2 separate regions of the Gossypium hirsutum genome follow, and region 2 is linked to region 1. Evidence: chromatin contacts called from public Hi-C data. All regions are on one chromosome and are shown on one strand. The core of a region is the stretch at or near the end of the contact, and the rest is flanking DNA. Distances in the headings are between cores, read along the strand shown.

Region 1 (6,250 bases), core at 1,086-3,585:
ACCTTCAACTATCTTCTCCGACTACTCTAGACCAAACCGTCTCACCAACCACTATACCTACTCAACCTGAATTACCAACCCTCCCAACCTCCACTCAACCTGAATTACCAACCACCACCACCACCATACAGCCACATTTACCCTCTCCCGGTATTGTTACTCGTTCCAAAAATAATATACGCAAACCTATTCAAAAACTCAACCTTCATGCAAAAATCCACCACCTTACCCGTGAACCAACCACAGTTACTCAAGCCTTAAAAAACCCTCAGTGGAAGCGTGCCATGTCTGATGAATTTGATGCTTTTCTTCGCAATGAAATATGGGAGCTTGTTCCATCGAACCCCACTCAAAATTTAGTAGGCTGTAAATGGATATTCCGCACTAAATATTATTCTGGTGGCTCACTTGACAGGTACAAAGCCCGTCTAGTCGCAAAAGGCTTCCATCAATGCCTGGGCGTCGATTTTACTGAAACTTTTAGTCCTGTTGTTAAACCAACCACGGTGCGCCTGGTACTTAGCCTTGCTGTTAGTCATGGTTGGGCCATTTATCAACTTGATGTCAATAATGCATTCCTCCAAGGCACCCTTTCAGAGTATGTGTTTATGACTTAGCCTCTGGGGTTCATCAACCGTGATAATCCTAATCATGTGTGCCGGCTTCGAAAATCTATCTATGGGCTTAAACAGGCTCCGTGTGCTTGGTATCATGGATTACGATCATTCTTGCTATCTTTTGGATTTATCAACTCCATTGCCGATGCCTTGCTGTTTGTCTTTCGTGGCCACAGTACTGTAATTTATCTTCTTGTCTATGTTAATGATATCATTGTTACCGGCAATACCACTTCAGCTATACCTTAGTTTTTTCAGCACCTATCCGCTCGATTCTCATTGAAAGATCTTGGTCACTTGCATTATTTTCTTGGTGTTGAGGTCATTCCCCATGCTAATAGTTTATTTCTTAGTCAGCGCAAATACATTGCTGACCTTCTTTACAGAGCTCAGATGACTGAAGCTAAATCGGTTTCAACACCTATGTCCTCTTCAGTGTCTCTTACATTACATTTTGGTTCCCCGTTAGCAGATGTAGCTGCCTATCGCACCACTGTTGGCAGTCTTCAGTATCTCTCGTTAACACGACCCGATATCTCCTATGCTGTTAACAAGTTGTCGCAGTTCATGCATCAACTCACGACTGACCATTGGACTATCATCAAATGACTATTACGCTATCTCTGTGGTACCTTGGGTCGTGGCCTCTCCATCCATTATCATTCGCCTCTTGCCCTTCATGCATTCTCTGATGCTGATTGGGCTGGTGACAAAGATGGCTTTACCTCTACAAGTGCTTATATTATCTATCTTGGTCGCAATCCCGTGTCTTGGAGCTTGAAGAAACAGAAAATGATTGCTCAGTCTTCTATCGAAGCTGAGTATTGTTTCGTGGCTGATACAGCTGTTGAGTTACGCTGGCTGTGCTCCCTTCTATCTGAACTTGGTGTCATCATACCACAACAGCCAATGATATGTTGCGACAATGTTAGAGCCACTCATCTCTGTGCTAATCCAATATTTCATTCGCGCATGAAGCATGTTGCGTTAGACTACCACTTCATTCGTGAACAAGTACAAAGTGGTTGTTTTCGTGTGTCTCATATTTCCACTACCGACCAGCTTGCTGATGCTCTCACAAAACCGTTACCTTGCCGATAGTTCATTAATGTCGTCAACAAGATTGGCCTCGCTTCAACGTTGTCCATCTTATGGGGGCATGATAAGATTCTTCAACCGTCTTGATCTTGTTGTTGGGATTCTTCCTTTTCTTTAGTAATATTATCAGCTTTATTATCCATCATTTAAAGTTCAAATATATTATTGTTAAATAGTTTATTATTCCTCTATGTATATATAGGTTGGTATTGTTTGACAAGTGGACATGAATAAAAACCTTATTCTCTAAATTACTTTCTGTTTCTCTTGTTCTATATTATCTTGAATGTACATTTGCTCCAGGCTTGATCATGATTTGCTCTTTGTACCACATCCAAAAAAAAAATCTAAACAAACGTGAATAAATTTTCTTTGTCCCCGTTCATTTTTTTTATTTTCCTCGTGATGCATGATTTTCATATATATATATAGCCGGTGATCATTGATGACTAAAATCAAACATTCATATCATCACGAGGTTAAAAAGTTTCTTATTTGGTACGCCCAGAGAAAGATCGAAACCCAAAAAAAAAAAAGAGAACACCTTTAAACGAGCAAGCAGGCTTGTCCTTGGAATAACCTACTGTATCGGGCAATGGGCATTGATGATAAAGAAATGAACTTTTGGCCCATTAGAGGCCCGTTAAAATATCACCTCAAAAATACCTGGAAAAAAAAAGAGAAAAGAACCCGTCTTTCTCTTTGTTTGTTGGCAACAAGAGAAAACGAAGCAGTCCTGTTATCAGCCCTTTCTCAAATTTCAGGTTGGCTTCAAATCATTCATACTTTGATGGGTTAATATTGTTGTTAAGTAATTTTCTTTTACGTAATCGGGATTTGCTGGTTTCTCAGGTTTTAGGGCTTTCGTTTTAGGTGATATAAAGTTCATTTTTTGGGGGCGTTTACGTGTGTCAAAATCAAATAGTTAGGAGAGAAGGAAATGGGTGGGCAAGAAGTTAAGCAGCTTGAAGAATGCTCAGTTTCCAAGTTAGTTCTCTCCTTTGATTGTTCCTCTAAATTTTACATTCTTCTTGTTAATCTATTCAACCTTGTTAGGTTTAGGGTATCAATTTGTGCTTCTATAGTATAAAATGATTCTTGTTATTTACTTGTAGTTTGGTTTGAATTATCTTCTATAAAGAATTTGACTAGTTTAGAGTTGCACTGGCCAAGAAATTGGGATTTATGTGAACCTCTCTATCAATGGCTCTAACCCTGGTTTTAGCAAGATTCAAGAGCAAGAATGTGCAATATGCTAACTGCTGATTCCCGGTCGGGGGTTTTGTCTTTCTATTCTACGGAGAGCCTTGACAGGTTCACAAAATGAGGAGTGCCAGAACAGGCAAAAACATGACAAACTAAAGAGTTTGCGCGTGGTCTGACTTGAGCTCATGCCTTTGAATAACCAAAAATGATTGTCTTTCAACTGCTCCTTACCCAAGAACACCATGCTTGCTTGTGCCCACCACTAGAGTTACAGAAATATAGTTCTTTGCTTCTCTATTCAATACTTTTCGTGTCAATCTACCTTTGCAAATCTGGCATTTATGATCATCCTGAAACCTGAGCATCAAAAATCCAATTCTAATCGATCATGTGCTGGACTCTTAAGTCTAGTGATCAGATCAAACCCTCAAACCTGAAGTATAATGAACCAACTTTCTTTACTGAACATAGGCCTTCATATGCTTCTAAATAAGATTCTAAATTACAACTTTTCTTCTAAAGCATAATGTACAATGAAATTTCAAATTAGGGCACAAAAACTGTTATTAAGAAACCTTTTATAACCCTTGAAATTCTCTGGAAAGTAATGAAATGCACTTAGCTGAACTATGGGAAACATGAACAACACTATCTTTAGGTTCTGCAACTTTTAGAAGAGCCCAATTAAGCACCTGCGTAAAGAAAGCAATATATATATTGAATTTACTATGACAGCTTATGGTGTTTTGGAGTAATTCGCAACTCATTGAATTGAACCATTGCTGATGGTTTATGATTGCATGCATCTGTGTAAAGATAGCAATATGTATATTGAATTCTGGTTGCAGCCCTTTTTAAACTGATCCACTCGCCAACCATTTTGGTTCTGCTTTTGGATTTTTCAGTATATAGTATTTAACCTGTAATATGTGTCCGGATGAACAATGAACATACTACAATCCAATACATCGAGTTTCATCTTCTATTTCCCTTCATGAAGTGAATCTCAATCTTCTCAGCAAGGTGGCTTGATCTCCAGATTTATTTCCTTTGGTTATATGTTTTCCATTACATTAGATGTATTGTGACGAATGTAACTGTTGTGGAATATCTGCAGTGCATTGGGTACATGGGTGTTTTCAGTAGCAGGGGCTTTGCTAGCAATTCCGGTGGGGATAAAGCGGAAATCTTTAGCACCCCTTGTGTTCTTTGGCACAACCGGTACAATGCTCGATATCATTATGGGAATCAGTGCTTGCGAAAGGGAGCATGCAGAACGCCAGATGAAGCTATTAGAAGCCCAGAATTCCACAGCCGATGATTCATCATTTTCGGAGACGGGATCAGAATTGCATTCCTAAAATTTTAGGAAGGTCATTTACATTCAGTATCTTTGAGTGTTGCTTTCAAGCTGCCCTTCGAACTTTTCTTGGCTGTAAACAAGACGAAAATCGATTGCTGTTCCGGGGTTGGTGGGTTTTCTCTATGATCTTCCTTTTTGTTAATGAACCATTACAGTTGAATAAGAAGGTGGCGGTTTGTGTTGAATTTGGTCAGTTGATTTGGGTTTTTTGGCAGAGGTTCAGATAGATATGATAAAGAGCCTGAAAGCGAGCTCAAAGAGTTCCACCATTATTTCGAGCATTAAACTCCGACCATAAAAATGAAATTAATCACCCAACTATGAACGTGATTTTGATTGTGATCGAACTACAGAAACTTGATTTCTTCACTAACATTTACGATTGATTTTGTTTTGGTCATCTTTTGTTAAATTGTTTATAACAGAGGGAAAATGACAATGATTAAATTGGTACAATTACACTTTTGGTCTTCAATATTTATAAGTTTTATCATTTTAGTCTTAATTCTAAATAATTCAACAAATTTAATCTTCTACATTTGTAAATTCTATTAATTTAGTCTTTAAACACATTCTTTTCGTTATACAGCAAATCTAACCAATCAAAAAATGATGTCGGTAAAAAATAATAAACTTTTAGGACGCTTTCATTTTAATCACCGAACCGTTAAATTTCTAATGACAGTTAACTTGTATACACTATATCATGTTCATACTTTTATTTTAGTCACCAAAAAATATATTTTTGGACAGGGGTAAAAACATTAAGGATAAAGCGGTAGAAACTAAAATAATGCTTTAAAAATTACCAAGTTGTACTTGTTTACCCCCTTGCCGGAAGCTCAAAATATTTTTTTTTCAATATTTTTTTTCAATATTGAAATTTTAAATTTCAAAACATCAAAATCAATTAAATAAGTTATTGAAAAATTTTATACATTGATAGTGCGAATCGATTTGTTTTCATCATATTGAAATTAATTAAATTAATTAATTTAGTCTCCTTTTAAATCTTAAAATTTTATTTTATGTTTCCAATTTAAAATCATCTTAAATAAATCATCTTTAATAATTTTATATGAAACCCAAATTTCTTTAGATTATATGACCTCAAGTCTTTCATACTAAGCTAAAAGCAAAGAAAAATCCTTACAATTGATTTTATATTCCATGTCAAACAAAATCCATAATTTTTTCATCACTTCTTTACCCAAATGAAGAACTTGCAATTAATTTAATTAATTGTAATATTTTTCTTTGATTTTATCTTAGTATGAAAGATTGAAGATTATATAATCAAAAGAAAGTTAAAATTCGTCAACAATTATTAAATACGAGTTATCGAGTTGATTTTATTAAGAATAATATGGAAACATAAAATAAAATTTTAAAATTTAGAAGGAGATTAATTTAATAACTTCAATATTACAATTACAAATCAATTAATATTATCAAGGGATGATTCTTTTTTAACAATTTATTTACTTGATTTGTATGTTTTGAAATTTAAAATTTTAATATTAAAAAAATTAGAATTTTCTATAATGTGGTAAACAAATACAATTTGAAAATTTTCAATGTTTTATTTTAGTTTCCATTATTTTTTTCATTTTAGTCCCTAATTTTTTTACCCCAATCAATATTTTAGAAAAGGAGTTTTTTGTGAGTGACCAAAATGAAAGCGACTTAGAAGTTGGGTGACCAAAATAAAAGCGTGAACATGATGTGGCGTGTGCAGTTAACCACCATTAGAGATTTAACAGTTGGGTGACTAAAATGAAATCGTCTTAAAAGTTGAGCGACGAAATTGTAAGAATTTCATTTTGGGTGACCAAAATGAAAATGCCTTAAAAGTTGGGTGACCAACTAAGTAATTTACCCTAATTATAAAAAAAACCAAGGAAAAATAATGGATTTTAGTAAAACATAAAGAAAAAAAAGGTTAGGTGTAAAAAGAAGGTGATGA
Region 2 (6,289 bases), core at 1,702-4,201, 58 kb before region 1:
ACTCTTAGATACCAAATTAAGAAAAAATGTCAAATTCAGATATCAAATGTTTATATTAAGCGAAATAAATATTAAATGCTGAAAGAAGATTGTGATAGTTTAATAATTGTTTGTGAAGGCCCAAAAGTCTTTTTGGGTACCTAAAGGCCCATAAGTTTGATGTTCGAGACTTTAGCGATGCATGCCCATTGCCAGGTTTATAGTCTTGAGATTGAAGCAATAATCCCCATGTTCTAAAAATTGAAGATGAGAACTTCAGTCTTCGTAGCAACTAGGAACATAAGCCTGCTCTGCATAGAAAGTATACCAAGAACAAGAGGGAGGAGAAAAATATAAGACATAAATGGGAGCATAATTCTTCCTTATAGAACATATAAACATATATCATACTTTTCATTATGCTCTTATATACTTCACCTTTCAATTAACTTACTGGGTTAATTGAAGAAACTTACTGCCTCTAAAATATCTAAATATATGTTTAATTCCACTATAATTTTTTCATGTTGCATGAGAGTTACATCTTTTTAATATAATTATAGCAAATGTATTATTTGTAGAATACATTAGTTTCCCTACAACATTAAGATATGGTACTTTAGAATTTTGGAGTACTTCGTCATTTTCATAAGAATAAAGGAGATTTTTATTCACATATAATGATCTTACAATTATCGTGGTGTTTAATTGATGTGTTTTATTCCTGTAGAATTTCTTTAAAATCATTTTTGTGTAAGATGATAGATGGACATAAGTCTTGATTACCCTTTTATTGTCTTCTACCTTTATTCTTTTTCTGGTCGTTAGAAGTATCATCATAATAACAGTATTTATTATGTCCTGACTATATCCCAACCATGCTAAAGCTATGACCACGATAAATACATTTATATTTTTTACTTTCAAAATTGTTATATATACCATACTCACTTCAACAAATGGAGCAAAACTAATTAAATTAATTTCACGGTTTTTCATCAATAACTCATTATTTTGCTAAGCGACTAGAAGATAGAAGTTTAATTTGAAATACTTTTAAAAAAAATTCACAATATTATTACTGCCGGAATTCATTAAGTGCATGAAAACTGAAAATGTTCTCTTTAACATGTCAATATCAGCATAAAACGAATGGCTACCATGGATGCAAAAAAATTGAGACCATTTCTACATATGTTGTTGAAAGATTGGGGGAACTTCATCTAGCATAATGGGATTAGCTTCTCAGAATTCACAAAGCATGATAGAACCTTCTGTTGCCCAGCATACAAATCCACAGTTATCACATGATCTTTTACATTTATGGAACCGGCTTTTAGTGCACACATTGAGGTTTCTAATGGAGAATGCAAATATTGATATAAAACAACTGTGATTCGAATTTAAATTACACTTAAAAAAGTGAACACTTGATCAATAAGTAACAATTTGAGTTTAAAATAGTTTATATTTTTTTTTGTGTGTCATTATAAATCCACCCACTACGCCCATATTTAATTGTTTAAGAACTGTGGAGGAAATAGAGTTTTTGTTATTCCTATTCTTTAAACGTTGAAAAAATGATTTACTTAGTTGATCGGAAAACTTTAATTGTAATTGCAAAGCAATAAGAATGAGAATTTAAATGATTGTATTTGCATAGTAAGCATGCTATTATGCCAATGGAAAGAAGAAATTGATGTTACATAGTTGAAATGTGATTGGGACTGGGATGTTTTCACTTAGGATTTTTCTTTCTTACTTTATTTATGCATAAATTGTAATATATTGTGAGTAATAAATTATTGAACATCTCTCGTCATGTTTGTAAAATTTCATAATTTATTACCCTTAAATATAATAAATGGTTTCAATTGTGTGTGCAAGCACACAACTTAGCTTTTGTAAGAGGGTTTAAGAGGTGTTCACTTGTAATCTTAACTTGCACTTAAATCAGATCATGGATCGAGTTAGGTCAATGTAAAATTTTATATTTAGGTTAGGCATGACTTGAAAAAATAAGTTTAAAATTTTGTCTAAGCTCAGACCAGATAAAAATGTTAAACCCAAGTCTAGGCCGATCGTATTAAAAAAATTATATTATCTTTTATATAAAAATATTTAAAAATATATAATTTTTATCAAATACACTAAAAGCATTAAAATAAAAATTTTCTAACAAATTGAAAATGTATTAAAAAAGATTTTGTACTTAAATAACACTAAGATAGTTGCAACTTAGCAAGCAAATGCCTCTAAAAATAGTAGTAAAATTAATAATAAAACAATAGTTGTACAATATTCAAACAATAACAATAAAATAGTAGCAATATAATAGCAAAATGGTAGCAAAACAATATCAAAATGGCAGCAAAACAATAGTGAAAAATAAATTAGGCAAATTCAGGTTGGGCTGGAACTAAAAAAATCTTACTCAAAGCCCGACCCGTTTAGAAAACGGGCATTATTTTTTGCCCAAACCCATTTTTAACCTATATTTTTGTCCAAACTCTCTTACTTTTTTAATGGATTTTCATGACTGAGCTGGTGACCTGTCCCATGATTAGGTATACTTGAACTCTTATGAGAGGTGGAATATGGTCTTATTTTGGAATGGACTTCATGCCCAAAATAGTGAGCCTAGGTGCCCAAGAAACGGCCTCATGGTGATTATGTGGGTCCTAAAAGAGGCTTCTAAGCCCATCCTTGTTGAGCCAAGTTGAGGGCTTTAGTTTGGTCCGAACTAGCAATCGTGTCAAGCACTTAAATGTCTTGATGTGATTTGAAAATTTCTGTATCTAATTAAACGGATTTAATTCCATTTTATAGTCGATAATTGAAATTAATAATAATGTTATGACAAAAAATGTAAAATTTATAATAAATGGGTTGAAACATTGCCACGGCTCGGTAAAGACATCAGCGAGCCACCCATATACATAGGTTTTCTATACTGCGAGTACCAGAAATGGAGGCTGAGGAACAAGACTCATCCACCCAGTAGACCTGAAAATGAAATCCGAATCACACATTACAAAATTGCTGCTTAAAATGGACATGCTTCATATGCCAGTCCTCCATTCTCATATCCGTAATTGTTTTCGATTTGCATTGCATGGTAACAAAAAACTTGAAAAAGTTGTAAGAGATGGAGAAGGAAAGCACAGAAAGCTGTTACATCAAACCCTCAAATTAAACCAGCATAGAAACATTACAATAAGCTAACAATGAATTAACCACGGAAGAGAGTGGCTCCTCAAACCACAGTATATATCTTTATTTTGGGTTCCAATTTTATTATAAGTATTTTTTTAGATTTAATATAAAATAAAATAAATACCATTGAATTAATATTTATTACTTTATTAAAATAAATATTTTTTTTATTATATAACAACTGAGTTGAGACCTAATTATGAGTCACACCATCTCAATCAAAACGAAAATAATATTATTAAAAGTTACTAGTAACTTTCTCAAGCTACAATCTGTATTCTATGTATATATAAGTTGTGAAGAAACTTTTGAATCGCTAAAACATTTTTATTGTCCATTATATTATTAAATTGATATTAGAAAATAATATTTTAGTATATTAATAAAAATAATATTAATTAAAAATACTTTTATTAAATAAATTCATAATAATATCGAAATAAATTTTGTATTTATATTCATTTACATTTATTATTTTAGATTAAATATCAATCAATAAATGTTACAGTTATATACTAATTAAAATGAAAATTTAGCACTATAAATGGATACATTAACACCAAATAACTGCACATTTTCATTCAAGTAGCATTAAAGAAAATATCCGAAAAATCAAATTTTAGTCGTTTTGCTTCAGTCACCAAAAAAAAAATGTTTGACTTCCATTCTAATTAATATGTTTGACTTTTATTATTATTTTATTATTGGTACTTTTATTATATCTATCAACTAATAGTTGTTTATATAATGTAGATTAAATAGAGATCGTTCACATTGATAAATTAATTAAATCTAAAAAATAATTGAGTATATAAAATATCGATTGTCTTCTCTAAATGTTGCAATTTGAGTTTCAACAATGTTATTAAAATATTATTTGTCTACTGTTCTTTTACCCATCTCCTGAGGATAAAGTCGGATCATAGGACGTTGCCTCTTTCTCTCAAGTCGAAAGTTAATTTTCCAAAAGGACGCCCCTTTAGATGTTTGGCAGGTTGGGTAGAGCATCCTAATTTCTCAAATTTTGTTAAGGAAAAGTGGTGTTCTCAAAGTAACATGGTTGAATCTCTGTATCATTTTACCTACAACATTAAAGACTGGAATTATTTAGTTTATGGTCGTTAGAGGTCCATAAAACGAAATTGATGCAAAAATTGGCGAGTATCCAAAGGGCCTTAGAAGAATCAAATTCTGCTTACTTAAGTCTTTTAGAATTACAGCTTCAAGAGGATTTGGAAGATGTGTTTCACCATGAAGAGCTGGTTTGGAAGCAGAAAGCGAGATGTGACTGGTTGCATTTTGGGGATTGAAATACTAAGTTCTTTCATTCTCGTACGATTCAGAGAAAGAAGCACAACATGATCTTAGCCTTAAAGAATGATATTGATGATTGGTTGTTTGAAGATAAGGATATCCAGGATGAGGCAATTAAGTTCTTCCAGAAGTTGTATAGTGAATTATCGGATAGCATAACTTCTTTGCTTTATGTTTCTTTTCTTAAACTTGATCTTAATAATGAAATTTTCTTAGGAAAAACAATTTTAAATGAAGAGATAAAGACTTCACTGTTTGATATGGCACTATTTGATAAAATTCCCCAACGAAATTTTTAAGTCCAATAGTGTCTCTCTAGTCTAGTTAGTTGGAATGTCTATTAGGAAAGTGTCTCTCTAGTCTAGTTAGTTCGATCCTACGTTTTTGTCTAGCAGTCAAAACTTCTCTTTCAGTGATTACTTTAGAAATGAATATAATCACATACTCGTTTTACCTTGTTTGTTAATATAAGGCATTGCCATTGTTATTTCAGTTTCTTTTTCTATGTATATAAATAAATTGGTTAATAATAAAGTCCTGAGCACAATATGATTATTCTTAAAAAGGTCCTTAGTTAAGTATTATTGTGGGCTTGGACAATGATAATACATTGAAACTAATGTGTAGTTGATTGATGAAAAAATGTTGTCATTGACATATGGATGTCAAAATCGATACATGAGTATGTGTTAAAGAACAACATACTGGATTGACTCACTATGAGTATGGTTATAATATTATTATGTAATGGTCACAACATTTCTCATAGTGATAGATATGTATATGATCCTCAGACTTGAGATCATCATTATCCCAACATAGTGAGTTGTATATTTTGACATAATCAGACGTCTACCATAATAGGTTATACTATAAAGACTAATGTTGGGTATGCCACAATTTATGTAGTGGGATATGATTGATCAAGATAGAATTTTAGGATTTAGCCTTAAAGTGTTCAGAATTTTGTGACATGGTACACCATAGATGTTTTCAACTATGATTTTTAGAAAATTAAATCAATTTTTAAAAATGTGTTCTAAATACCTTTAATTTTGAAAAGTGGATTGATTTGTACAAGGGTCAAAAGTTTGATTTTTTATAAAGCAATTTAATCAAATTTTAAAATTCACCCTATATCTTCCCCGCCTAATTTTATTTTCACGTTATTCTTCTCCATCAATTGTTTGTGTCGTCCTTTTATTCTCCCAACTCTCCCAACTCTCCCAAAGTCCCAACTCTTAAAATTTGATTCCCAAATCATATTCTCATGATTTCCATCAACATTCAAGCCTTAAACCTCCATTAAATACCAAGAAAAACACTTAAAAATACCATAGTTTTCTCCATTGTCAAGCTTGTGAGTTTTTCGGGTTTTAGATCAAATGCTCAATTTTTCATTGTCTAAGGTAATGATTCAAATCCTAAATAATTTTAAATGTTATTTAGTCTTTAAAGCCATGTTTTTAGCCATTAAATCACATGTTTCGAATAAAAGCCAAAAATTGGATCGTCGATGGTTGATTTCGAAATTTTGAGTAAAAACATGGTTTTAAAGTGTTTTCAATTAGTTTTGGCATGATTAAGAGGTTTCTAAACTTACTTTGACGTTTCGTTAAAGAATTCTTGAGTTTTAATGAATTTTTAGAAAATAGCTATAAAACATGTCAAAAAAGTCGATATCATGAATTGAGTAGTTTTGTGTATTTTAAAGGTTGAGAATCGGTTGTAGGTGAATAATTATAAGAACGAAATTAGTTTTAGGCGAAAATATTAAGTA

What was found. A called contact is a pair of places that touch in the nucleus more often than the background predicts.
Region 2: a contact with region 1 is called in a Hi-C map of fibers, with 4 times the contacts expected there. The contact joins the enhancer-like site here to the promoter of LOC107901400 in region 1. A contact is called at or near these places in 18 of 34 Hi-C or Micro-C datasets (anther, callus, fibers and 3 more).

What each region holds. Positions count from the first base shown.
Region 1 is chrD06:6,198,429-6,204,678 of Gossypium_hirsutum_v2.1, reverse strand. It overlaps LOC107901400, which reads left to right and starts at 2,335. Exons shown (of 3, transcript XM_016827391.2): 1 at 2,335-2,479; 2 at 2,568-2,702; 3 at 4,039-4,469. The coding sequence starts at 2,656. The coding sequence ends at 4,282.
Region 2 is chrD06:6,257,408-6,263,696 of Gossypium_hirsutum_v2.1, reverse strand. No RefSeq gene overlaps it. Among protein-coding and RNA genes, the nearest start is that of LOC107901401, 15 kb to the left of the region's middle. Within about 2 kb of position 2,951, at least 4 of the 9 cell types and tissues checked have an H3K27ac peak or open chromatin away from gene starts, as enhancers often do. A contact at or near this core is called in fibers, hypocotyl and leaf, where this site is marked.